4 separate regions of the Sus scrofa genome follow, and all the other regions are linked to region 2. Evidence: chromatin contacts called from public HiChIP or PLAC-seq and promoter capture Hi-C data. All regions are on one chromosome and are shown on one strand. Each heading gives the region's core, a stretch centred on a gene start, on an enhancer-like site or on the middle of the called end of the contact. The rest is flanking DNA. Distances are from core to core; before and after follow the strand shown. Region 1 holds the start of HAX1 (HCLS1-associated protein X-1). Region 2 holds the start of UBE2Q1 (ubiquitin-conjugating enzyme E2 Q1). Region 3 holds the start of IL6R (interleukin 6 receptor). Region 4 holds the start of ATP8B2 (phospholipid-transporting ATPase ID).

Region 1 (2,700 bases), core at 119-2,618, 250 kb after region 2:
AGGGATCTCTGTGGCTGGGGATGGATGCAGATTGGCCACCAAGATTTCGGCACTACTTAATCTATAAAACCAGCTAATGGTGGACAAGAGTAGGAAACTGGAAAGCTGAAGCGAGCGTTAGAGAACTGGCCATCGTGTCTGTTTTGTTTTTATCAAAGCCAGTCCTCGCCTCGCGGCTCCCCCAAACATTTCCCCTCAGCTTTTCTTCAGCGTTCCCCAACCCCTCCCCTCTCTCCCAAGGTCCCGCTCGCTCACTGACCCCTTCCCCAGAGCTGCATTGTCTTCCCCACACTTGGGCCCCTGCTGCATCACCCCAGAACGGAGAAACGTTTAAGCGCCTGTTTCTCCTCTTAACGACTGCCTTGGTTACTGCCGCGGGGTGTGTGCTCAATGTTGTGACTTCTGCCCTCTCCGCAGGAGTTGCATGAGTGGGGAAAAGGATGTTTTTCCAAAAACAGTGTGTCAGGGGTCAAGCTTCCCTCAGCGGATCCCCCTCCCTTATCTGACCCGGACCCATTCTCACCTCCGAGGTCTAGAAAAGCCGAAAAATCCCCGAAAGAGATCAAAGAGGCTCATTCCCGTCGTGGGACTCGAACCTTCGAACCCCAAAGCCGGGGGGAGAAACCAAAGCTACGCCGTCGGAAATTGAGCGAAGCGTCAGACCACGCTGCCTGAAAGCAAGCCTGCGATCGGTCGGACACTGTCGTAAAACGACCGTAAGCGGGGCGTGGTTGAGGGCGGGGCAGGCCTATCGAATTCGAAAGGTTTTTTCTTTTACCCCACCTGTTCCCTGTGAAGGGAGTGGGTGTACTTAATTTTCGTTTTCCAACAGTCACCTGACTCCTAAGCCAATTCCTTCTGCCGACCAATGCGGTCGGTCCGACAGGGTGTCTCAAGGGTTTCACGCCGCCGGATGGCACCGGAGGCAGCCGCCAGAGGGCAGCCCATCCGCACAAATGAACTGGACCAAGGCCCTCCCTCACCGCCGGCTCACTACACCCATGGACTCCTCCTGGACCCGCCTCGGTTTTGTTTCCTGACTGAGCCAATTAAGTCTGATACCAGAGGGATGGACAAAACGTTGCATCAAGCTCCTTCTAATGTAGTGACTTCCCCAGAGTTGAGTAAAAGAAAAAGACTCAGGGAACGCAAGGACTTCTCTCTCCAGCTGTTAAGAATTCCTCTAATTCTTCCAGGCAAGCTCTGCAACCAGCAGGTTAAAGACTTCATAAGAGAGCAAGGGAACTCTTGGGAGGGAAAAATTGGGGGCTTTTAGTATCTTTTTCCTATCATTTGACTTTCAAAGCCTCTGCCTCCCTGTACCCCACCCCCATCCTAACCCTGGCCTGACTCTAGACTTCTTTTCAGGGGCTGGGTATTAGTTATGTGAAATGAAAGCACTCAAGCGTCAAGAACTACTGCTTCAGATTTGCTGGCCAACAACAGTGCATGTTGCCCTCATTTCTTTCCAGTTCATTTGCCTGGACCCATCTTAATTAAACTGATTCTGCAAAGCCATTTCTTTCAGTTTTCATTTAATCCTCTTCCGTTCCACCCAGTATCTGCTATCCATTCCACTCCCTTCACCGCCTAAAATCTGCTGTAGATCTGGAGAAAATGAAGATTTGCAGTGATTCTTTCCAGGCCACGCCGTGAAATTCTTAGGGGAGAACGGAAGGGAACCCCCTCAGGGGCAAGATACTAGCACATTAAGGTCGGAGTTCTTAAAGGGCGAAGATTTCATTTTATTCCACTGCCTTCGGGGCCTGCTAGAGAAGGCCCAGTTGGTACAGTAATACTTATTCACCAAGCTGGTCATCGACGAGACTGAGGATATCCTAGACGGAGCAAGAATGGGCAGAGGCTGAAGGTAGAGGTTTTCTTTTTATATATACAAGACACATTAATCCATTAAATTTGAAGACACAGTACAAAAAAAAAAAAAAAAAAAAACACTTCAACTAATTCATCTGACAATGCTGTTCATGTTCATGACACCATTTTTTGTTGTTGTTGTTTTGTTTCCTAATAATAAAGGAGGAGACTTAGGGCTGTTGGGCTGATATATATTTGGGGGTCCCCCCTCCCCACCTCACCCACACCACCAGGGTGAACAGGAGGAGGAGAAGGAAGGGCAGGGCCCACAGCAAAGTTTCATAATCTTGAATGCAAGAGGGGAGGAGGAGAGGAAAGGAAAAAAAAAAAAAAGAAGAAAATACAAATCCTATAATACATACAACAGAGTGGGGATGGTATGGGAATGGGACAGACATGAAGCTGAGGCATGGGGTGGGCCGCTGGGTGTGGGGGGCAGCGGAACCCCCCCACATTCCTTTCTCTCTTTGATGCTGTTTCCATAGTTGCCAGGCTGAGAAGCCCTCTCAGAAGATGGGACCGGGAGAAGAGGGTCAGGGCCTCAGTTGGCCCCCCAGCTGTAGCTGTTGTAGGCAGACTTGTTGGTCTGGGGCTTCTGCGGGATGGAGCTGGTCTGGCTACGTTGCCCGCTGCCCGTCTGCAGGGGAATGGGAGGATGAATGGGGAGGAAAAGTCTAGTTAGTGGGACAAATTTGTGACATCTTCAGGTGGAGATTTGGAAATTGTTTTACTCTCCCATTCCCCTTGCTTAGAGCTACTCTGAAGCTTATCCTTTTGCAACCATAGGAAATTTGATTTATACAGCAGCTAGAGCACCTCTGGCAA
Region 2 (2,700 bases), core at 96-2,595:
TCAGACAGAGGTGACATGCAGCAAACTCTTCAGTCTCCTCAAAGGAGATAAAACAGCCCTAGGCTAGTTCTACACCTCAATCATCTTTAAATACCAAGAGCCCAACTTAGGCAAAGAAGACTTTTAATCAACCACCACTGACGACATAAATGAGTAGCCCAATAGGAAGCACCGAGGTCAACTTCAAATAAATGTTAACTCACTTTAAGCCAAGTGAGAGGAGAAAGAGGCGATCTGGCCAGGTTCTCAAGCCCCGAGGCGTCTTGGTAGAATCCCCCGGGCCTTTCCACAGGCTAACACCTGCCCTTGGCAAAGGAACGCCAACTATGGGTCTCTGGAACCTCTGCCAGCTTTGTCCTTTGTGATAGTGCCACCTAGCGAGGCTCCAGAGGCACTGCTGCCTATCCCCGGCAATGCCGGGACCACTGCGACAAGGTGTTAGCGCTTAGGACTTGAGACTGGGAAAGTGGTCCGCCCAGGCTTGCGTCCCTCCATCTTACTGCCGGGTTAATGGTGTAAACTAGTCATGCACTGCTCCCATGACACCGCAGAGGAAGCCCGTGCCGTCCCACCCCAAACGTCGTCCAGACCCCGAGAGTCTGATAGCCGTGAAAGGTTAGCTTATTGGCTACTCTTCGTACATAATCGACCAGCAATCACTTCGTGATTTCAATTCCAATCCTCGGAGGGAGGCAAAGCAAGCATTACTATCCTCATCTGTCATTGCACAGATGAGAGAAATGAGGGAAGGTAATTAACCCAAGGTCACAGAGGGTCCTGGCCCTGCCAATCCGGCTCATTCTCCAATCCCATGTCCCTCATTCAGTGTGTGCCCAAGGGGACAGAGGCTCGGGCACCCTGCGCCGAGGACAAGCGTGGGTGCGCAGGACAAAGCAAATAGGCGACCGCAGCTCTCCGTCTTTCTTCCGACCACCGAGCGCCCGGCACGTTCACCGGTGCTCGGCGTAAAAGGGCCCAGAGCAGGAAACAGAGTCCCGCACAAGTAGCCCCTGGGAGCACGCGGCGCCGGGTCACGTGAGAGGGGAGAGCCGGCGAGGGCCGTCGCACGCACGCACGCACGCACACCCGCCGTACGTAAACACGCACTGAGGCTCTGCAAGCCGCGAGCTGAAGCCCTGGGTCACATGTGGAGGGTGGCCGCGGAGAACAAGGGGCGGGAAGAAGAGAGGTGTCACGTGAAGGAGGTCAGAACAGCGAAGTCACGTGAGAGGGGACGGAGGCGGAGTCTCCGAGAAGGAGGAGGAGGGGCGCGCGGCTTCCGGCGGCTGTGGGGGGGGCCAGGGAGCGGAGGGGGGGGGCCCTGTCCCAGAGGTGGCGGCGGCGCCATCTTGGCGAAGGGGGGATCAGGAAGTGCGGACCGCGGCGGCGGCGGCGGCGGCGGCGGCGGAGCCCGGAGCGGAGGCCGGAGGCTCCCGGCCCGCCGGCCCCGGAGCGGAGCGGAGCGGAGGATGCAGCAGCCGCAGCCGCAGGGGCAGCAGCAGCCGGGGCCGGGGCAGCAGCTGGGGGCCAGGGGGCGGCGCCGGGGGCCGGGGGCGGCCCGGGGGGGGCCCGGGGCCGGGGCCCTGCCTGAGGCGGGAGCTGAAGCTGCTCGAGTCCATCTTCCACCGCGGCCACGAGCGCTTCCGCATTGCCAGCGCCTGCCTAGACGAGCTGAGCTGCGAGTTCCTGCTGGCTGGGGCCGGAGGGGCCGGGGCGGGGGCCGCGCCCGGACCTCATCTCCCCCCACGGGGGTCGGTGCCTGGGGATCCTGTCCGCATCCACTGCAACATCACGGTGAGGACCCCTTCGCGTGCGCGTCTCTGGGGACCTCTTGTCTGGGACTCGGGATTACCCCACACGGCTTTTTGCTCTCCAAAGACCTGGGAGGCCGAATCCCCCTCTCGGGGCTAGGCTCCTTTTCTCCAGGTTACACTTGTTTGTGCCGTTTGAGGTTCTGTCGTGCACCTGGAAAGAATCTCTGCCCTTCATAGTGAGGGACACCCGACATATGGCGCCTCAACTACCCCTTTCCACTAACCCACCCACATCCATGGGTTCATGATTTTGGCTACTAAGCAACTTTACCTTGCCACCCAAGAATGCCCCTCTCATCCCCCCACTATCACCTGAAGGTTCCAGGCTGCTGCACTGACTTGAGCTGGAAGGACCTCCCTTGGAACTCTGCAGATTTCAGTGATGCCCCCTTTTCAGTAGCACCTTTGATTTAGGACGTTGCCACCTGTGGGATCCCTGCCCAGGCATCTCTTATTTAGCCCCTCTTTCAGTTTTATTAAGTGATAGTTTGCAGTTCAGCGACTCCTCTTTTTGGATTCCCTTTTATTCTGGTATAACCTCTAACTCTCCTCTTGCCCCAGCTGGTAGTCGCCACTCCCCTCCTGGTCCCTGTGGGTATCTCTCGTTGTCTTGGGTTCTTGCCTTTCCTGGTAATGATGGTGACGTTTGGGGGCTATCCCGTTTATTCTGACAGTTCCTTCTTTTTTCCTAGTGAACATCATACCATCCTAGGTGCGCTAGAGTAGGAGGCACCTTACATGTCCTAGGCTATACCCTCAAACATCCTGTGAAGAGGTTTGGCCTCTGATAATCTGGGAATGCCTGATACTGCATGGTGTAGCACTTACAGTGGTTGATACCACCTGGTGTGATAGTGTTTGCCCTGCTGGCAGCACTGGTTAGCGA
Region 3 (2,890 bases), core at 199-2,698, 160 kb after region 2:
TCTACATTTGGGAGTCTTCGGGACCTACCACATGGGCGCAGAGGAACATGGAGGAGTGGGCCTCCACCAACTGAGCCTGACAACCTCCTATCCCAACCTCTGTGACCCTCAGTCTCTTCTTTGGAACCAAGTAAGATTTAGATCCCGTGGTGAAGGATTAGAAAACTCATGTCAAGCACCAGAGGCCTCCATCAACAATGGCTACTACCCACAGGAGTTATAAATGTGTGCCAAGAAAAAGAATCCCTTCACCTTCCTCTTCCAAAGCCAAGGAACACAACCATTCAGAAAGCAGAGAGCTGCAGGCACATCAGCCTCTAGCTCTCTGCAGCAGGGAGTGAGAGACAGGCAGAGGGTGGGTGTTCATTGGGGCAGGAGCACCGTGGGGTCTAGCAGTGCCTTCTAGCAGTGAAAGCCAGAGCCCCCACCTCGCCAGCAATCCGTTCCCAGAAGCCTGCCGGCTGCCCGCATGGTTTTCCACTGTGTCCTCAAAGAAGCCCTCAGACCCTAAAATAAACCTCTGGACAAACAGTTGCCCGGCTCCTCCAGAGGAGCGACTAGACACGCAGCTGGGCATGCCGCCAGAGCCCAGAGAAAGGACTGCCGGCCAGAGGCGGATTACAGTCCGCAGGAGCAACAAGTGCCCCCTGTCCCCCTGCCTCCCCCTCCTGTGGTCTGGCAGTGGAGTCCAGTGTGTGCCAGCCTCAAGCCGCCCCAATCCCTGGCCAGCCTCCCCACTTGGCCTCAATTCTCAGGGGGTAGGCATCCAGCTTGCTAGAGCTCGTGTCTGCCTAAGCGAGTGCCGGCAACAAGGCAGCGGGAGAGTCCGTGACTCAGAGCCCATGAAATCAGTCCCTTCACAGTCAAGGCACTGTCATCCACACATGAACCCAGGGGGCGGAGGGGAGAGCCAGGAGGAGTGCCTTCCCCAAAGCTGAGGGGCAAACGGGGCGCTGGTACCAAGGACGCCCCGGGCAAGAACTCCACTCCGCTAGGGCATCGCCTCTTAAAGTAACCCGGGACAGCTGTGTAAGGATTCCCGGGGGCCCTGGGAAGGACATACGAGAACACACCTTGTCCTGGACGCAGACCGCAGGGAGCTTCCCGGCCACAGAGCCGTCACGGGGAGAGCGCGCCCGGCCAAAGGCGCAGGACGCAGCAGGGGGCGCGCGAGCGAGGGGCCGCCACCGGACAGCCGGGGCAGCCCGGGACCGCACCTTGTGCCGCGGGGACCCAAACTAGCCCCGACCAGGGGGGGCCGTCACCCCTCCTGCCTCCCTCCGCTGCCCTGAGTCTGCGGCAGCCGCAGAGGTTCCCCCACCCACCAGCTGTCCAAGCCCTTCAGGTGCGCCCGAAGCCCTTACCCAGTTTGGAGCAGCCCCTCGGGGCCAGCGCCATCCCGGGCGCGGCAAGCAGAGCGGTCAGAAGCGCGCAGCGGACGGCCAGCATGCTTCCTCCTCAGCTAATGCCCCATGATCCCAGAGAGGCAGCCAGGCAGGCGGGCGGGCGGCCGGGCGGCCGGGCGGCCGGGGCGGGGCGGCGGGCGGGCTCAAGCCCCGAGGGCAGCCCCCATCCCCGGGGGGCCCGCGCTCAGCACGCAAGGCTAGTCCCCGAGCCCCGCGCCGCACTCGACTCGGCTCCCTCTGGCTGGGCTCCTTGTCAGTGCGACTTCCCACTTGCACATGACTCAGAGCAGCGGACGGTCCTGGCAACGCAGGAAAACATTTGAGGAACTCGCGCTGGAGTCGTCTCTCGGCCGGCCCAGAGTGCTGTTACGAAAGCCGGAGCGGATGGCGCAACAGCCCCGCGCACCGGCCGAGCGGAGGGGGTGGCTTCCGGCCGCAGCGCCGCACCTGAGCCGCGAGGCCCTGAGCCCCGAGCCCAGCGGGGGCGAACTCTCCCTCCCTCTCCTTCTATTGATGAGAACAGGAGAATTAGACGCCACCAGCTCGGTTTTGATTTTTGGTTTCGTGACCAGGATTACTCTGTGAAAGGAGCACCTGGAGAGCCTGGAGGAGGCGATGTGCCTCTTACTGTTAGAGTAAAGCAGCGATTGGCAGCCCTTTCTGCCCCCTCGGAATCACTCGGGGAGCCCCCAAAGCCACCGATGTATCGCTTCACGCCCAGAGATTTAATGGATTTGATTCTGACTTAATGGATCTGGGATGAGGCTCGGGCATCGAGATCCTCGATAGAGTAAAGGTTCATCCTTTCTCCGTGCCTGTGTTCCCTGCAGCACAGGCCAGGGACAGATTTGGGCTCTGGAAGCTTCCAAATGGAAGTATCCCCTCCAGACCTCCACCTTCTGTGACAGCTGTGTGAAATCTTTTGAGTTTCTGTTTCCTCTTATGTCAGAGAGAGATAAGAAAGTCAATATCAGGATGGTTATGAAGATACCATGGTTATAAAGATCTACACACTTGACACAGGGTCCAGACCACAGGTGCTCCATCGATGTCAAAACAGGCACGTCCACCCTCCTGATGTGATAGATAGAAACTGGTACTTGGCTTTCAGAAGCAACCACAACCATCTCTTTAAAGGGCCCACCAAGGTTCCCCAGGGACCCTGAATCTGACAGGTGGCCTCAGAGCTGAGTTTGGAAGGAATGAAAATTACTGAAATAAGGTCTAGGCTGAGAAGTTTCTGGCCCAGCAAGTGCCTATGAAGATGTGCTTTTCCACTTTGGGCTTCAGGACCAGGACCAAGGCTCCTGGGGCAGCAGGAGTGGGCATGGTTTGGTGGAAGCCCCCAGGGGATAGGATCCGGCCTGAAGAAATAGGGTTTCTGCAATGCAGCCGGCGTGCTTCTAGGTTTCTCTGTGGGAACCTCCCATCAGCAGTGCTTGGCAGAACCAGGCACCTGCCCCGACCCACCCCATGCCAGAGGC
Region 4 (2,800 bases), core at 142-2,641, 230 kb after region 2:
GGTCTCCACCCAGGCTAGAGTCTGAGTCATAGGAGGGTGGGGCAAGGAGAGAGAGGTTAAAAGAGAGGATGCAAGGGTGGGCATCACAAGTTCCAAAGCCAGCCCCGCCCTGGTAAGGGAGGCAATCAAGAATCGCTTTAAGCCTGAAGATCTGGGTTTGAGTCCTAAGAAAGAAAGAGTTAACGAAGGAGCCACATGGGTTCTTAGGAGTCAGGAGCCTGGACACCAACCAGGAAAGTTGTTTTACCTCTAAGACCCTGGGGAGGCTGAAAGCTGGCTTGGCTGAAGACTTCATCCCTCTGGGGGGCCGTATTAGGGAAGGAAAAGGGAGGTGGGAGACCTGGGAACAGGAACTTTCTCTCACTTCTCCTTCCCAGTCTCATACAGCCTGGCTTTTCTGAACCCAGGCCCATCAGCCACGTTGCTCTGCCCCGTCACCCTGCCCCAGCCCCCTCTGCAGCCACATTTGGGATAAAAATAGCCAGCTCTGGGAAGAAGGCAAAGCTCCACGAAGGAAAACGGCTCCTCCTCTAGGCCTGGCCCCTGCTCCCTTCCAACCCAAATCCAGGAAGACTGACTCCTTTTTTTCAGAGAAAACCCGCAGGGATTTATCGGCAGGTCAGGGAACAGAAGCGAATGGAATCCAAGACCCCCAGCTCACTTGCCACCAACACCACACCTGGCCACCTTCCATCGCCAAGGACAGACCCAGGACTCACTCCCAGCTCTGAGCTCCCAGAGAGGTTTGCACCCTTGGTTTTCCCGCACGCACAGAGATCGTCACCTTACAAAGCCGACATCCCTAACTCCCTTCTCCAGAAACCCACACCCTCGGACCCGGGTACTCCTCTCACCCCCACAACTCTCTGGGCGCTTCTCCTCTCTCCGCTGCTCCATAAACTTCTCCTCCGCACTCCTGTGCCCCTTTCCTCGTCTCCACGCGCCCCTTCAGCACCCCACCCTCCCATCCTGAGGACGGCCTCCAGAATCTCCCCCCACCCTCAGGCACCCAACACCGTCTTCTCTCCAGTCATCCACTCCCGGTCCTCCTCCGTCTCACCGCAGCTCCGACTCCCTGTCCCCTGGCCTCCCCTGCCCACACCCTCCGCCCCGGCTCCTCCAGCCCGGAGTCCGCGTCCGCAGCCGCATCGCCCCTGCCCTCCCGGCCCCGCGCTCCTGGGCTGCTGCCCCCGCCTCGCCTCGCCTCACCTCAGCGCTCAGCGCTCGGCGCCCGCCCCGGCGGCCCCGTCCTGCCCATGCCGGGGGCTGGGGCGGGGGGCGCTCGGCTCAGCTCCCCGCGGGCTCCCGCCCCCCCAGCAGCAGCCCCTCTCCCCCCGGGGCCTCGGCCCGCTACTTTGTGTCAGTTTCGGCCACGGCGGGGCGGAAGTGACGGAGGTGGCGGGAGAGGGCGGGGGGCGGGAGGGGGTTTTGGGGAGGGATGAGGGCGAGGGAAGGCGGGCGCCGCCATCTTTGTGCGGGGCAGGGGGAGGGTCTTAACCCCTGCGATGCTCGGCGGTACGCGGCCGCGGTGCCCGCCCACCCACTCCCAGATTTATCCCGCATTAAAAAAAAAAAAAAGTCTGGAGGCAAGGTAGGGCTGAGTTTTGCTTTTTAAAGAGTGGAAATAGAAGGACGCTGCTTCTCTGCTAAAAGAGCGTCTTCTTCAAGGAGGTGTGTGAGAGTTGGGAAGCGGTGAGCGACGAGATTTTTCCTCCGCGCCAGCTGTCCCTTGCCCCTACACTGATTTCCCTCGGAGCCCTCTGTCCCTTCACCTTCTCTCCTCGCCCTGGCTCATGTCATTGTAGTTCACCCGTTGATTGAATGACACCGTCTGGAAAGTCTAGGCATTGGCTCGTGCCTCACTTTCTCCGCCTAGCTCCCCCAGACTCTAGGCGCTTGAATGGCTGTGTTCCACTGGCGGCTGTGTTCCTTCTCCCCGTACCACCACGCCCCCTTGGTGGAGGCTGTTCGCCCACTCCTAACTACTGTCTGGGGGTGGCTGAATCTAGGCGAGGTGCCCCAGTGAGCATCAAGGCGGACGGCGCTGAGGTTAGGAGAACTGAAAGTCAGGCAGTGGGGACTAAGCTTTGGAGGAGGTCCCCTGCGTTATGCTCCGAACTGGATGGATGGCCTCCACCACCCTGCAGATTCCCTCAGCCTTCCCAATCCGGTTTCCAGGGTGCGCACCCTCTTGCGGCTACTTTGAGGAACTACGTTCCTGGAAGTCCTGGGGTCTGAAAACCTGCATGGGGAAGGAGGGGATGAAAAGCCTGGGTCCTAAACGGGATCCCGCTCTACCTGATCCTCCTCAGTTTAGGAGGAAGCGATGACTAAATGAATAAACAGAGAAGCTTCCCAGGGCCTGGTGTATTAATAAAGAGAAAGAACGTCTTGTCATCAGGCAGAGGTCTCCAGCCGTCTTCAATGTCCATGAGAACTGTCATGTCAGAATCACAGCTTACTCGTCCACATCTGAGTTGCAGCAGGACTTTCTCTGGCTGAGACTTCAGGTTGGGCACAGTTTACTTCCTGAGCTGTCTCTGAGTCCTCAGTATGGTGCAGAGCCACCAGCAGCTGATATGTGGCTGTGCCAAGAGCGGCCCCCACCAGAGGACACACCACAGGCACCCACCACCAACCATTACCAGCGCTGCAAGAACAGGAGGGAGGTATCAGGGGTGAGTCCCTTAGCCTTCCCCCAAAGGACTGGGGGTAATAAGAGAACTCCCTAAAGCAGTTCCTGGGGTGATAGACACCAGAAAGAGGGTGTTTTGGCAGCAAAGCATAGCACTTAGAGAGG

Evidence for each region. Promoter capture Hi-C pulls out the DNA fragments that hold promoters and counts their contacts. HiChIP or PLAC-seq counts read pairs in DNA pulled down with a chosen protein or histone mark.
Region 1: a contact with region 2 is called in an H3K27ac HiChIP or PLAC-seq map of alveolar macrophages. The contact joins the promoter of HAX1 here to the promoter of UBE2Q1 in region 2. A contact is called at or near these places in 2 of 5 promoter capture datasets (fetal liver and liver), 2 of 47 Hi-C or Micro-C datasets (embryonic fibroblasts and heart right ventricle) and 1 of 2 datasets of contacts at active chromatin or transcription factors (alveolar macrophages).
Region 3: a promoter capture Hi-C map of liver shows a contact between it and region 2, with 3 times the contacts expected there. The contact joins the promoter of IL6R here to the promoter of UBE2Q1 in region 2. A contact is called at or near these places in 2 of 5 promoter capture datasets (both in liver), 4 of 47 Hi-C or Micro-C datasets (embryonic fibroblasts, retroperitoneal adipose tissue, skeletal muscle and 1 more) and 1 of 2 datasets of contacts at active chromatin or transcription factors (alveolar macrophages).
Region 4: a promoter capture Hi-C map of fetal liver shows a contact between it and region 2, with 2.7 times the contacts expected there. The contact joins the promoter of ATP8B2 here to the promoter of UBE2Q1 in region 2. A contact is called at or near these places in 2 of 5 promoter capture datasets (fetal liver and liver) and 6 of 47 Hi-C or Micro-C datasets (embryonic fibroblasts, fetal skeletal muscle, heart right ventricle and 2 more).

Annotation. Positions count from the first base shown.
Region 1 is chr4:95,469,604-95,472,303 of Sscrofa11.1, forward strand. HAX1 (HCLS1-associated protein X-1) reads right to left here and starts at 1,369. Exons shown (of 6, transcript XM_021089792.1): 1 at 524-1,369; 2 at 1-14. The coding sequence starts at 576. UBAP2L (ubiquitin-associated protein 2-like) reads right to left here. Exons shown (of 27, transcript XM_021089781.1): 27 at 1,519-1,838. The coding sequence ends at 1,800.
Region 2 is chr4:95,219,804-95,222,503 of Sscrofa11.1, forward strand. It overlaps UBE2Q1 (ubiquitin-conjugating enzyme E2 Q1), which reads left to right and starts at 1,346. Exons shown (of 15, transcript XM_001929469.6): 1 at 1,346-1,524; 2 at 1,527-1,553; 3 at 1,556-1,794. The coding sequence starts at 1,470.
Region 3 is chr4:95,379,619-95,382,508 of Sscrofa11.1, forward strand. IL6R (interleukin 6 receptor) reads right to left here and starts at 1,449. Exons shown (of 10, transcript NM_214403.1): 1 at 1,365-1,449. The coding sequence starts at 1,449.
Region 4 is chr4:95,447,802-95,450,601 of Sscrofa11.1, forward strand. ATP8B2 (phospholipid-transporting ATPase ID) reads right to left here and starts at 1,392. Exons shown (of 28, transcript XM_021089757.1): 1 at 1,210-1,392. It overlaps AQP10 (aquaporin 10), which reads right to left. Exons shown (of 6, transcript NM_001128454.1): 6 at 2,452-2,650. The coding sequence ends at 2,452.